2 separate regions of the Anser cygnoides genome follow, and region 1 is linked to region 2. Evidence: chromatin contacts called from public Hi-C data. All regions are on one chromosome and are shown on one strand. Each heading gives the region's core, a stretch centred on a gene start, on an enhancer-like site or on the middle of the called end of the contact. The rest is flanking DNA. Distances are from core to core; before and after follow the strand shown.

Region 1 (7,564 bases), core at 272-2,771, 330 kb after region 2:
TTAAGTATACACGGGAGCAAAAAATAAAAATACTCTGCCATCTGTTGATATCTGGCAAACTGCAGATGTTCTTTACTGAAAGCGGAATATTTAATTGCCACATTTAAACCATTGTCTGCTATTTCAATTGGTAATATAAAAATAACAAAGAAATGCAATGCATTTTGAAAAGCTACAGATTGCAAAGTGTTTTTATTTAGTGTATTTATTTATTTAGTGTATTTATTTATTTAAGTGTATTTATTTGGTGTTTTTATTTAACTTGCAAAAGTGAGGAGAAGTGACTGTAGCCAGATTTCAGGAGTCTATAACCTTAAATCTCTTAGTGCAGCAACTGTGATAACAACACTCTTTTCTCTGAATAATTACATTAGCTTCTTCCATTTACTATGATGATTTTTTTTGTTTGTTTGTTTTAGGAAAAAAAAAAGAGGAAAAGAAAAAGCATGCTACATGCTTAAGTGGTCATTGATATGATCAGTTTTGACCAACTATGAGCTACTCACAGAGAAGGCCTCACCAAGAATTGTCGCTGTTGCCTATATCAATAACAGCCCAGCTTCTACTCCTCTACCTTTGTGGCAATTTTAAGATTTGAAGAAAAGCTTGTCAAGTGTAGGGAATTTAATCAGAAGAAAACATACTGATGAGGAAAGATTGTGCAGCCTGTGGTTACACTTCATTTCTGACCCTTTCATCGCAACGGAGAGTTATGTGACCTGTATGTATACTTGTGTCACATCGTTGGAGTAATTAAGGCTCCTGTCCCCTCTCACCACCCCCAGTACTGCTGTCTGCCCTTTAATTATTGCTGTTTCTGCACATCAGTTGTGTGCTGGACATTACACAATGAGTGTAAAGAGGCCATTCCAGGTCCAGGTCCAGTGGACTTAAAATTGAAAGTCTACTCTTAGTCCGTCTCTTTATTGTCAATTTACTGAAGAATTGCTAGCAATTTCTGAATATGAGAAGGCACTTCTTTACTGTGAGGGTGACAGAGCACGGGCACAGGTTGCCCAGAGAGGTTGTGGAGTCTCCTTCTCTGGAGATATTCAAAACCCGCCTGGATGCCACCCTGCACAATGTGCTCTAGGTGATCCTGCTCGGCAGGGGGTTGGACTAGATGATGTTCAGAGGTCTCTTCCAACCTCACCCATTCTGTGTCTCTGTGATTTGGGTCAGGTAATTATCCCCTTGTAATCTTATCTACTCCTTTCCTGCACATGGAAGGATTTCTTCTTCTGTTTTTGCGGCCGTGGTAAGTCACCACGTTCCCGTTATCACAGCAGTCACATCCACAAACACCCGGACTTCTCCCGTTGCTTTCCTCCTCGGCCTGAGCTGTTATTATTAGAGTACTGATTGCGGTTAATCGATTAGGTAATAGCCACAGGGGAGCCGGAGATCTGGGTGTAAAAACTCCCCGCTGGACCTTACACCCACGCCCGCCAGGCGGCTCTCCCCTTCCCCGGCCTTCGGGGAGGTGCTGGCCAGCTGCCGCGGCAGCCCCCCGGGGCAGGCCGTGCTCCGCGGCCGGGAGGAAGAGGAGGAGGAGGAAGAGGAAGAGGAGGAGGAAGGGGAGGAGGAGGAGGGCGCTCGGGAAGCGGAGCGGGCGGCCCATGGCGGCGGGGGGCAGCGGGGGCGGGCTGCTCGCCTTCCTGCGGCTGCTGGGGCAGCTCAAGGTGCCGGGCCGGGGACGGGAGGGCAGGGCGGCGGGGGAGAGGTGCCCGGGGGGGGCCGGGGGGGGCCGGGGGCTTGCCGGCTGCAGATCCAGGTGCCTCGGAGCGCCGAGGTGGCAGCGGGGCGGAATTTGCCCACGTGTCGCTTCAAAACCTAAGGTTTCCCCCTTTAAGTGACCGCGGTGCTCCCTTCCCGCAGAGGGTGCCGCGGACGGGATGGGTGTACAGGAACGTGGCAAAGCCAGAGAGCGTGTCGGATCACATGTACAGGATGGCGATGATGGCCTTGGTGACCGAGGACAAAAACCTGAACAAGGACAGGTGAGAGAGACCCTCTGGTTCCCCTGCCTGGTGCTGCCACGGGGGAGCTGCGGGCACAGCGCTCAGAGCAGCCGTCCTGCTGAGGAGGAGCTCTTAAGGCCCACCGACGGTGTTTGAAGTGCTTTCCCCACATCCCTTCCCTCCATCCTTTGAGCTGTTTACCTGGAGAGGTGAACGGGACGAAGGCTTTTTATCACTAAAATCAGAGTGCTGAGGCTCTGAGCTGGCTTTCCCTCAAGCCTGAGACAAGCAAGCTGAAGGCATCCCGGTAAAAGGCAGTTTGAAGCAACAGACAACAAAGGCAAAGACATTCTCGGTGGATTTGGGCAGGCTGAGTTAGCACTCAGCAGCAATCGGGAGCCTCATAAATCATACAGCATAGAAGAGAGAGCATCATTAGTATTGAACGAGTTGTCAAGTACAGTATGGGATCATATTTGCTGTCACTTCAGGAGCTGATGAAAGCAGTGAAGGCTTTCTTGAGGATTGTGCTACAGGCTGACATAGCTGCTTAGCTGCAAGCATGTTTTGTCAGCTTATAAATTGAATTTGGGGTGGCGGCAGATTACGTTCTACCTGTTACAGGGATAATGTGAAGTGTATAATGTAGGTAGCTCTTGTATGCTTGGTTTTCTGAGATGTGAAAACTACATACATTACTTTTGAATTGTATGCTATTGTGCAAACTATATTTTTACTTATATCTATATTTACAAGCAGCAGGAGATAGAAATTGGGAATTAAAATCATGTCTAAATGGAAAACAAGGCCCTTAGGCCCTTAGCAAAGAAGTGAAATGTATTATGTAAAATCTCTCTCTATATATGAAAGGGATAAATTATGGGGGCTCTTAGCTTTATGAATAATAAGACATAACTTAAAATGTTGAAAAAATGATTATTCTGTCTTTGCTTTTTGTCAGATGCATACGATTAGCGTTGGTTCATGATATGGCTGAATGCATTGTTGGAGATATTGCTCCTGCAGACAACATCTCAAAAGAGGAGAAACACAGGAGAGAAGAGGTATAGACATAAGCTGTGAAACCACATCTGCCAAGCATTTTGAATGTTTTAAATGCTCTGCTGGTAGTGAAGAGACCCTCAAAGCAACCTAACACTGTCATTGGCATTGCACAAGTAGGCCACTAACACCCAAAGTTTTCAGCTTGTTTTAATATTTTTTTAACATGTAACATAACAAAGTACAAAGTTACGGAAGGAGAATCTTTGAAGTAATCACATTGATAATTTGTTCCCAAGCTAGCAGTATTTTTGGTAGCCTAAGTTAGTCCTGCTGACAGCCTTATCAAGCAGGAAGGAGCAGGGAGTAGGTTCACTGATAATAGCATGTGATGGTTAATGGCAGATGTGTGGTGCCAGATAATTTGATAGTGACATACACTGTTTTTTTGTTTGTTTGTTTTTAACAATTTGCACAGGACTCCAAACACAGGTATCATTTCTTTTTGTCATTCATTCCTGAGTGCAGTGTGGCTAGAATTATTTTATTTTTGGCCTTGTACATATCCAAACTCTTGGCTTATCGTTCCTAGTTTGATGTTTTATTTGAAGAAAATGTAAACCACTCCTTCAGTTACAGCTAGAGGGCAACATGGTGCCTCGGAATTTCTTTTGAGGCTACCATTAGCTCTTCAAAGTGTAAAAAACGTTGCAGTGATTTCTTTTTCCCCACTTTTATGCATACTTTTTTAAAACTTGGGAGTGAGGGTTATGATTAATTCTAGGAGTAAGCTTTTTGCTAAGGAAGTGGAACTTAAAGATCAAAGCAGTATTCAGTGTTCTTGAAGTACTATCTTTACTGACTATAATTTTAGTTTTTTTTTTTATTTCAGTGTACTTTCTAGTGTGCCCTTACATTGAATAAAAAAAACACCTCTTTCCCTAAAGCCTTCAGGGTTCACGTTCAATAGAGGAAATTCTAATTTGTATTTAGGAAATGAAAAAAGTGTTTTGATGCCTAAGAATGTTATTTTTTTCTTCAGTATTTGCAGCTCCTTGCAGATCTCATTTAGCTCGCTAAGGGCTTTTTTGTTGACTTAGTAGGAAGCAGCATCAAGCATTAAACACTTAAATTAACTGTTAAATACTTTGCTGTAAAAATACAGTAAGGGTAACAGCTTCATGAGCTTAGATAGCTTGTACTGAATTATCCATATGCTGCTGCTGCTTCTGAGTTCTCTTTTTCCCTTTCACAACCAGCTCAGTGTAAGCTGTAGAGCAAGCTAGTCTGCTTGTGCATTGTTTAATCAGCTAGTCTCACTAAGGCTAAGGCAGCAGAAAACTAAAAGAAACAAAGAAACCGGAAAAAAAAAAAAGGCAACAAAAAAAATCCTACCTTTTTTTGGCATTACCTGTCATTTTGCCCTGCTAACATCAAATTTTGATGAAATCTGAGCTGAAAGGTGCTCCCCAGTGATGGGGAGTAGCTGATTCAGCTCAGTCATATTGCATAACTGTGTCCTACGTTTCAAGTGGAGAAACAATTATGGCATAAAACCTTTGTCTTCCCTGTGATGTTGATCGTTTCAGAAGCAGCCCTAAGTGTTGCTAGGAAAACAGTAGAAACGAGACTGATTAGCTGGGAGAATACAAAGAGCATGCAGAACAATTTCTGCTTGCTGGTAATACCATCAGTTCGATATTGTGTTAAATCTTCTACCAAAACTGTTGGTGAGCAGATGGTATTTCAGTCTGGGAGTACTGTGTTTTATTGCTGCAGAGTATTAAATGGATTTTTGTTGTCTGTTTTTCAAAATCAGATATTTTTTAAAGGCTTATGTTGCATTGCCTGTGTCAGTAGCTGTTGTCAGCCCTACTAGTGCAAATGGGCTAGTTGTGAGTTTGGGTGAGGACAGTTGTTTGTCAGCACTAGGAATTCAGATTTTAAAGCTACTTCTATGAACTGTACCTATAATCTTCCCAGTAAGTACAAATGTTGCCTTGACTTGTTAAATCTGGAAGGCAGAGCTATTTGACTTGCCTGTTTTGCTCTGGGCTTCTTTTTGGATTCTTGAAGATATTTTTATTTTTTAATTTTTCAGATTAGCTTTCTAGCAATTCACTTAAATGGTCTCATAAAAGATCCTCTACCAAGTGGTCCTTCTGTTCCTCTGGAAGATTTCATGTACACATGCACTTTCAAGTAATATGTTGTGTAGTATATGTTTCCACAAACTTGGTAACAGGTAATTAATTCTTCAGGAAAAAAAGTGATAAATTGAGTATATTTTCACTCACTCAAAAATGGCTATGTACAAATGGCTTCTATTTTTCAGGCAGCTATGCAGCAGCTGACCCAGCTTCTATCAGAGGACCTCAAAAAAGAAATCTATGAACTCTGGGAAGTAAGTTTGCATTCTTTTAGTCCTCTGCTAAGATTGAGGGTAACCCTTTATGCTCTTTCTGTTGACCCATGGAACTGTCATCTCTTATTTTGATCTCAAGCAAGGTAGATTCATTGGCTTTGGAGGTAAAGCTAACAGTGTGAATCAAGGTCACTTACGAATCCCTTTTAAAAGGGAACCCCAAACTTTGGCAGAATAACCAGTCTCTGCCTTTGGCCTCTCAAAGTTCCAGATGGACCTGCCCTGGGCATGGTGTGTACAACTGAAAGAAGGGTATATCTTCTGCATCCAGCACTCTTGGAGAAAGATCTATTTATTTATTTTTTATTTTTACCACATTATCTCTTTTGTTGACGTTTGGCTGTTTTCAGCTCATAATAGAGGAAAAAAACAATGGCAACTGATTATATCTTGGAGTATTTTCTGCTTTTTATACATGTAATAGTTTATGTGGCATCCATTTCTTTATTAGACATCCCATTAAGCTAAAATATTTGCTAGTAGATTTTGGCTTATACTTAAATGTGAAGTACTGACAAAACAATAGTGCTTTTCTACAAACAGTGCTGATTGCTGGCTGGTATTGGGTACCTTAAATGTTTGTATTGGAAAGTATCTTCTGTATTTGAGTGTGATTTAACTTTCTGATGTGAACTCATGCATCAGAAAATTAATTGATAAGATCTGTTATAAACTAGGGGTGATCAGATTATTTCCAAAGACTTCATGTTTGTAATTACTGTGCTTTATATTCTCCTGGCATGCAATCGCATGAAGACAAATGCATTCACAAACTCTTGTTCACACTGTGTTGCAAACAGTTATGTTTCTTGGCCTCTGTAACCTGAAGCTGTATTTTGTGCTGGCATTCTTACCTTTCCACTTGGGCTGTATTTAAATTCCAGATACTGGCAGCCAATTTCTGCCTTGGATTATAACCACCTGCTTGTTTTGCTTCATTTTTCTTGCTGTAGTTGTGTGTTGAAGCTGGCAGCAGGGTTGGGTTTTCAGTGCTGTACTTCAAGGTAAAGGGCATAAATCAGCACAACCAGATCTAGGAAATAGCATATGTGCATTTGTTTAGTACACACTGGTTCCTTCTTCCTCGGGAAGCTGCTAAAATTGAAGAAAAGGAGTTTAGGATAGATAAGATTAGTCTTATAGAATTTCTTTTCCATACTGTTTTTCTTTGCCTCAGGCTTCTGCCTGTATAGGAGCTGATTCAGTATTCAGTTAGTTCTTCAGCATGTTAGCTTGTTATCATGCCCATTAACTGTAATTTAACATATGCATGCTTTTGATCTTTTGTTCTTTGTTTCTACCTTTAGGATAACTTATTGGTTTTGCATCTCCAGTGTAGCAGTCGGAGCGTAACCTACATAGCAATGAGTGTAACCTAAAAATCTAATATTCACATGCGGTCCCTCTAGTCTTATTTTAAGTGGAACAACTAAGTACTTTTTAAAAAGATTTTTTTTTTAAGGCAGAAAATAAGAAGCCCATGATCACTGGGTTTGATATGCAGCTCTTAGCTAGCCAGAGGCATTTCCCTCTCTCTTTGTGAGTGAAGAAAGTTATAGCCCAGAGCTGAACAGTGGCTGGGAGAAGATCTGTTGAGACTCTTACCGAGCTCTTCCTGTACTGCTCAGCCCTAGTCTCTGGCCCGTGCTTCCCTTCAGCCCTGGGAAGACTGCTGCTTTGGTTTGTACTGGTGGGCAGTCTTCAAGTGCATCTGTGTAGTGCAGGGGAGAGGTAGCAAAAAGATGCCCCTGAGATAGTTTTATTTCCCAGCTTCCTTCAGGTTATGTTTGGAAAAAAAAAAAAAAAATTAAAGTAAATAGGTGTGCATGCTTCAGCTCTGTCCTGCTTTTTTATTTTCAAGAACAAAATCACAGGAGTCATTTTAAAAGCCAGACTGTGGTGTTTGAAGAACCAGGTACTCTTTTTCCCAAGTATGCTTTCATTTCACATTCTTAAACACCTGTGGGGAAGAAAAAAATAAGTGTTTATTTGAGCACTGTGCCCAGCTGCACATATAATAGCTGATGTTTCTTGAGGTTAATGTAAGCTGAGGTATGAATAACATCGGGTGAGTTGTATGGCACAAAGATCAGTAACAGGTTGATACTCCCAGTTAATTGCTGGAGGTGGAACAGACCTTTACAAGCCATCGTTCTCCTCCTGAAGTTGACCTTTT
Region 2 (7,241 bases), core at 702-3,201:
CTGTTGTATCAAAACAGAACATACATGCTGAAGAAAAAAAACACGTTAACAGTACAGGGAATGTGAGGATAAAACATTTAATTTAAGGTAAAATTAAATCTTGGTTGAATAGCCAAGAACCTTTATTGCAAATTCAATTTCCCCACCATATCTTAGATTTGGTAAAAATATTATGTTTGTTTACAATTTTCTCGATTATTCATCCTCTAAGGAATCATAACACCTACTTAAACAAAACTAACAACAAAAAGCTAGTAATGTTTTCTGACTAAGCATTGAGACCAGAATCATATAGCTTGCCAGCTTCACTTTTTTGGATATACTGTCTCATCAAATTAGAGGTAAACACTAAATTCACACGGCCTACTAAAATGCGTTCATGGTTCAGCTATTCTGAAAAGAAACGAGCCTCCCAGTAGATGGCACAATTTCTTTCTATATAGCTAAGTGAAGACATCCCGATGTGCTTTTTGTGCATCTTTTCCTAAACTCAAAATCTGAACTGAAATTCAGAATTGCTCATTTTTGGAAGACAGCTTATTTTCCTAAGAAACTTCAAAATATATTCGGTTACACACTTTAAATAAAAATATCATAAAGGGCATATTTGCGTATCATACGTGCACTCAAGTAAAATATTTGGTCCCCACTTACATTTACACAAATTTCCTGCTGATCGCTAAATTGTCCCCCATAGAGCGAGAGCAAAGATGTTATTTCCTAAAGTGAAAATAAAAAGGTCAGGCTTTAGGAGTATTCACCAACATTTTAAACTTTATATATATATGTATGTATCAGAGAAAGAACAGCATATTACAAGTTTTAATGCAGACGTGACCTCTACAGGGATTATAAACAAAAACTTAGCAATAGAAGAAAGAATGGCATTTACTACGGATTTATTGTGAAAACCAACAATGAAAAAATCTTAGCGTAATTGTGTGGCTAGGGCAGAGGTTTACAATTAAATTCAGCTCGTATGTAGTACTTACGAGATGAAAAAAAAATAGACTCTTCTGCTGTAAAAATAGCTGACTGTATTTCTCAGAACTCAGCTGCAAATGAATAAGTTACTGACAGGTTATGCAAAGCTGTACAACGTACAGCAAGATCAAACGCAAGATTTCAGTAAGGAAATCCCAGTGTTTTCCATTCCCGCATTCATCTTTCGCTGCTGTTAATACTGCCTAAAGGAAAGCGACAAGAAGCAGAAGCGCAGAAAACACGGCCTGCGAGGAAAGACTTAGAGAGACGGAGAGCGGGGCGATAAGGATCTCTCCGCGTGCTAAAGCTTGCCGTGCTGAAGGAAGGCAATGACTGGGTTTGTTTACTACGGGGACGACGAGCAGCAGCCTGGGTCAGGCACTGGGAAGATCCCTGCGAGAGGAAAGACAGCGAGGTGCTGGAAGGGGTTTGCCTCCACAGCTTCCCCCCCCACGCAGCGTCCCAGCCTCCCACTCCAGGCTGCGCCCGGCCCCGCGCCCCGGCCCCGAGCGGCGGCCCCGAGGCAGGCGGCCGCGTCCTGGGCACGCCGCCCGCCCCCAGGCCGTCCCCGGCTGCAGCCGGGGGGGAGCCCCCGAGGGCAGCGCCCCCCCCGCCCGCCCGCGGGGCGCTCACCGGCAGGCGGAACTCCAGGTGCTCCTGCGCCAGCAGCAGCAGGAACCGACCCAGCGGCACCGGCGGCCGCGCCGCCATCTCGGGACGGCTCCCGCCTCCCCGCCCCGCATGCGCCGCCGGGCGGGCCTGGCCGGCTCGGCTCGGCTCGGCTCGGCACGGGAAGGGAAGGGAAGGGAAAGGAGCTGCCCCTCGGCGCCCCGCAGGGGGCCTGAGGCAGGGGTGGCTGTGCCCGGCCCCCACCCGCCGGAGCTGCCCCGCTAGGTGACGGGTGAGCGGCGTTTGTCTCGGCTTCGCCTCAGCCTTCTGCGGTTTCCGTGTGTGTCGGTACGCGTGTGTAATTTGTGACTAATTAAACGTACGTCTAATTGCGTGCTTGGTGGTTTTTTTTTGTTTTTTCTTTTTGGGGTGTGTGTGTGTGTGTGTGAAGCAGGGTGGCGGCTGTGACATGGGCGTAGAAGCGGAGCGTTCCTAACAGACTGCCAGGAAAGGGGCAGAGATACAGCTACCCGGAGAGAGGAACAATGATTTTTGTGTTGCCAGTTATCCTTTTATTATATTTTAATATCCAAACTTGATGTTAGGATATATCAAGACTCTAATCCCGTGCTCCCTGACCCCGTTACGCTGAGCTGGAAGGCCCGGCTTACCCAGCCTTCAGTAAGCCTCTCACGGGAGCAGCCCTGCCCAGCAGCCGCCCCGTGTCCCGGACCCCCTGCACGTGCCGTGCGGATTTGGGGATTTGTGGTTCTCAGCACGGGTCAGGCTTTGCTCGTGACCTGCTGCTTACAGGCACGGGCTGCGGTCTTGCGGTGTCTGCGTAGCCTCCTGCTGAGGAGAGCTTCTCATCCCGCAGCACTCAGACTGGAGTCGGCGTGAAGACGAGAAGAGGATCCTGATGCAGCCGGGCGCCTGAAGGAGCGCTTCGCTGGGCAGCCCCTGGGGAGAATTGCTCCAGGCGTTGGGCCGGGCTCCTGCTGGTTTCCCAGAGCCCGGGGAGGACCCAGGGCCAGCCCAGGCTCAGCGCCGCAGCGGGTGGGAGGAACCGCTGGGGGGGGCGGGCGCTGCGGGGGCGGCGCCGCTCGGTGAGGGGCCGGGGGGCTGGGGCCGCGTCCCGGCGCTGCGTTCCCCGGGGTGCTTCAGCGGCTCGTCCTCGGCAGCCTCGCCCCCGGCCCCCGGCCCGAGGCCCGCAGGGCTGGCGGGGCACGCCGCGGCCGGGCCGTGCGCCTGGCCCGCGCTGGGGCATGGAGCGCGGTGGGTGCGAGGGGCAGGGCGAGGAGAGCGCCGGGGCGGTGGGCGACCTGCGGAGGAGCTGGCAGAGCTGGGCGGAGGGCCGCAGCGAGTACCAGAGGAGGAACCCCTTCAGCAGCGAGGGCGGGCTGCCCTGCAAGCCTGCGCTGGCTCCCAGAGGGGATCCCGCCTACGGGAGGCCCCCTGAGGGCTCCCGGACGGAGCAGCGGGGGAAGGACGCCCACTCGCACGTGGGGCGGGAGGTGGAGGAGCTGTGCCTGGTCATCAGGAACACGGGGCGCACCGGGGACGACGGGCGCGTGAGCGTGACCTTCGGGCAGCTCTTCGAGACCTACGTGACCATCTCCAACAAGGTGGTGGGCATCCTGCTGAGGGCCAGGAAGCACGGCCTGGTCCGCTTCGAAGGCGAGATGCTCTGGCAAGGAAAAGACGACGACGTGGTCATCACGCTGCTGGAATGAGACCCGGCCGTCCGACGGGCTGTGCTGCTCGCTTCCGCGTGGAAAAGCGCCTGGACACCGCCTTGGAAGAGGTTTTTGTTGTGGAACTTCAACTCGGCAAGTTAACGGGACGCTCGCAGGAGAGAAAACAGGTGAGAAGGATAAAAAAAAACAAAGCTTTCATAAAAACAATAGCTGTTCTGGACAGAAATCACAAATAATCAGCTAATCCATCACGTTGCCATTGGATTGTCCTTTCATTGTCATCATCCACTACGATGTACTGTGGCTCTCCAAGCATCCCTGCTGACTTAGGGCTTTAGGCTGCTGAAAGCAAATTGCTAACTTGCTGCTATACAACAGTGATTCTTACAGGTTATAAAAGACTCACCGTGGGCGGATTTTGGTGTACAAAATATGGAATTGAAAACTCTTTGGGGAATTCATATACTTCTTCAAACGGGAGCTTGATATGTAGCAAAAGTTTAGGTTATTTTCACACTAAATAGATGGAAGTTATGCTGACTTCCATGAAGCATATGCAAATTCCCAAGTATACAGAAATACCACTTGCTTAATGGTCTATGGTACATACAGCAAGGATGTTTCATGATTCCTAAATACGTTGCACGTTGCATGTATTTTGGAGAGCTGCACTAGTCCTGGTGTTTAAGTCTATTCTCCAAACCATCTCTGTGTCTTGTCCTTTTCCTCTCTGTATCTCACACCATTTTCACCTGTTCTTTCTTCTGATGCTATGTCGTACTCCACATCACAAAGTTCTGCAGCCTTTTTGGTGAACTTAGCTATACCCCTTCATAGCGAGCAGGGTGCTACAGCACGAAGACGTGAAAGACAGCAGGAACTGTACGCTGAGGCACTGTGCACATATGAAAAGAAGAAAAAAAAAAAGTCTCTTTTACTTCTTTCAGCAGAGTGTAGCAATGCTGTTTACAACAGGAGAGTAGAGATCCTGCAGTGCCAAACGCGTAAGTACAAGTGTAGTGGTGCAGTCACGTGCCTCACTGAGCTGTGCTTTCAGAGCACGGTTGTGAGTTCTCCAAACTGGGAGCAAAAATGATCTGCTAGTTAAAACTAGGGACTGAGAGATGAGTGGTAAGAATTTTCTTCATGGTTCTTCTGGAGGAACTTTTTCAGTGCTGAGTTGGTTATATACAATAGTTGTTATAACTGTGCTTACAATAGTTCCCACCAAGAAAACAATACATTGGGAACACAAAATTCTTTTTTTTTTTTTACCAGGGCATATAAAAGCTTTTATGTGCTGTTAACTACATTACTTGATGAGTCTTTAATATAAGAATATTCTCGTCTCAAAAGGAAATTGAGGCATATTATAAATTATTAACTTGATTTAAATGATAATTACTTTATGCTATTTATAAAAGTTTTTTGTTTTGTTTTTTTCAGAGGGCATAAGAAAATAATGATTTTTGTTTGACACTTTAATCTAATGGGGATTTGTAACAAAATAACTCTTCGGACTGAGCATACAAAAATGCACTTTTCATTAACCTCCTAGTGAAAAGACAATGAAAATAGGAGAGAAAAGGATGAAATGAATGTGGTGAAATAAGTATATTTGGAGAACGGGACAGCCAGATGCAGGTGCAGCATGGAAGGGGAAACAAAGGATGAGTTTTAATCACCACTTAATTTTACCATGTTGGAAGCTGGGGAATATGTGCTGCGCCACACACTGCTGGTTGGTGTTCACATAGCTCTCAAAACCACTCCTCTGTAAAATTATTTACAGCTTGCACTTTAAAACGAGACACATAACTTGTCGTTATAACACGCTTAAAATGCTTTGCTTTTTGGAAAAGCATTCCTTGACATGAGTACACATTAAGGATTCAGCTGCCATTAGGTAAAGCCTGGGGATACATTTTGATTTCAAAATGAATCAAACTTCTTGTAATACAGCCATGGCATGTGGTCTGCTTAATTCCAACAATTTGTGTATCCAATTGATTCAGCAGTAGCAATAGTTCATAACTTGTAGGCAGCAGGACCAGGCAGTTCAGGTATCGCCAGCTGACTAATGGGGTATCAGGAAAAATAACACAGTACTCTCCAAAGACACAGAGCTGAGGCAGTGAGTAACCTGAGCACCCTACGGTGCAAGTCCAGCTCATGGAGACTCACAGACTCTTAATTAAGACCGGGGCAGGTAGTTAAACAAGAACAGAGGCTTCCACTGCCATGTATGTAGTTAGTGTCAGATAGTAACACGGCCTCAGCTGCACTCCTGCTGCTGCTGGCTGGTTTAAATGTCACTGGAGTACATCTGCAAAAGCTTTAAGCGTACTTCTGACCAAGTCAGACAGAAGCGGAGTAAGCCCTAATGAAATGGGCCTCCCAACTTTGTAAGTGACTATGAAAACTTGCCCTGGCATAGTTTGAACATCAAGGATTGTTATTTAAAACGTAACTTATAGAGGGATGGATTTTTTTTAATTAACCATTTATAGGGCCAAATTTCCTGTCTGCCATGTTTAGATGAACATTCAAGAGTGACAAATATTTCTGTTTTACGTGCCCATGCAATGGTTACCAACACCAAAAAGCTGCCAAACTGGGCCAGCACACAGGTTGTCAAAACTAATTTCCTGTTTTCAGCAATAGCCAGTATTTCAAAAGAAGTCTAAGAGACAATACAGTTGGTCAGTATGTCCACTGATACACTCAAGAATAAAAAATTAGCCCTGAACTCTGTACAGACAGGAATGCACGCTATCTCATGGACATGACTGAATGTAGCTACTAGTTTACACGTTATAAAATTTTGTTTCCTCATCTGCAACGTAGAGTTTCAATTTGATTCTGCAGAATAAAGTTTTTAAAACCTTTTTTCTATGCAGCAGGCTCCCATTAGTGTAAATGGAACAGAATTTAGTATTATTGTCACAAAAAATGTAGGATGTGAGTTTTAAGTATTGCAAGTTATTTGTAGTACTTAAGTACACTCCGACCTACTAAAAGGTGCTCTTGTCCTGCCAAGCAAATTTCAGCTCTTCTAATCTCACCTAGAACTTCACATTTGTTGTAGCAAGCCTCTCAGCTCCCTCTGTAGTCCTTTCTTTTCTTCCGGTTGAAGCATGTGGATTCTGCACCTGTTCGAGAGTGTTCATTCTGCAGGAAATATCTGTATTTTCTCTTGTCAAACACAGAAAGCACTTTCAGCACTTCAATAAATATTGCACAACAGTTGAAATGACAGCGAGTTTTTGTGTAGATTTTTTACTGTTTCCAAGTTTGTCAAATTTCAGGTATGATTTTTACCAACTTGCTCCCATTTTTATATATTTAATTACAACTCATGCTTAAGAAGACCTCAGCATACCTTGAGGAGCTGTTACCAGTTTAATCACATTGAAAATGCTGTCCTTAGTCAAAACACTTGAAACCTTTTTTTTTTTTCTCCTTATTCCACGTTGAACAGCATTGTATGTGCATGTTTCATCCCTTCTGAAGGGGGCAATTAGTACTTCAGCATAGAAGTATTATTCTCTGGGCTCGCATTAGGTTGGGAGTTTATGTAAATCAATTGAGCAAAAAAGTACAAATAAAGCTTTCTCATTCCTAAACAAGTAGTCAAAAAGCAGCTTTTCTCAGGACTGCTAATACTGGATCAAAGAACAACAGAGCCAGGGGCAGCGGGTAAACAACTTTCCTTTGGGTCTTGTACACTGCAGAGTAAAAGCTGCCAAGTTCTCTCTCCAAGAGCTTTGTAGCTGTCTTTGCTCACTGGAGTCAGACGACTGGGTAAGCTGGAAAATGGTGTTACAATGCTGCTGCTGAAGAGGGTGACCCAACGAACGGGGCCTGCCTGCTGTCTTTCCAGAGGGTAGCCAGCGCTCCTGAAACACAGCCAAAGCATTAAAACAGACCTTTCAGAAAATCGCAGAATCA

The links. A called contact is a pair of places that touch in the nucleus more often than the background predicts.
Region 1: a contact with region 2 is called in a Hi-C map of liver, with 2.1 times the contacts expected there. The contact joins the promoter of HDDC2 here to the promoter of TRMT11 in region 2. A contact is called at or near these places in 3 of 7 Hi-C or Micro-C datasets (granulosa cells and liver).

Annotation. Positions count from the first base shown.
Region 1 is chr3:66,028,905-66,036,468 of Taihu_goose_T2T_genome, forward strand. It overlaps HDDC2 (HD domain containing 2), which reads left to right and starts at 1,522. Exons shown (of 5, transcript XM_066994324.1): 1 at 1,522-1,682; 2 at 1,879-2,000; 3 at 2,923-3,025. The coding sequence starts at 1,620.
Region 2 is chr3:65,703,246-65,710,486 of Taihu_goose_T2T_genome, forward strand. It overlaps TRMT11 (tRNA methyltransferase 11 homolog), which reads right to left and starts at 1,952. Exons shown (of 13, transcript XM_048065611.2): 1 at 1,618-1,952; 2 at 655-720. The coding sequence starts at 1,695. It overlaps HINT3 (histidine triad nucleotide binding protein 3), which reads right to left. Exons shown (of 6, transcript XM_048065621.2): 6 at 5,949-7,189.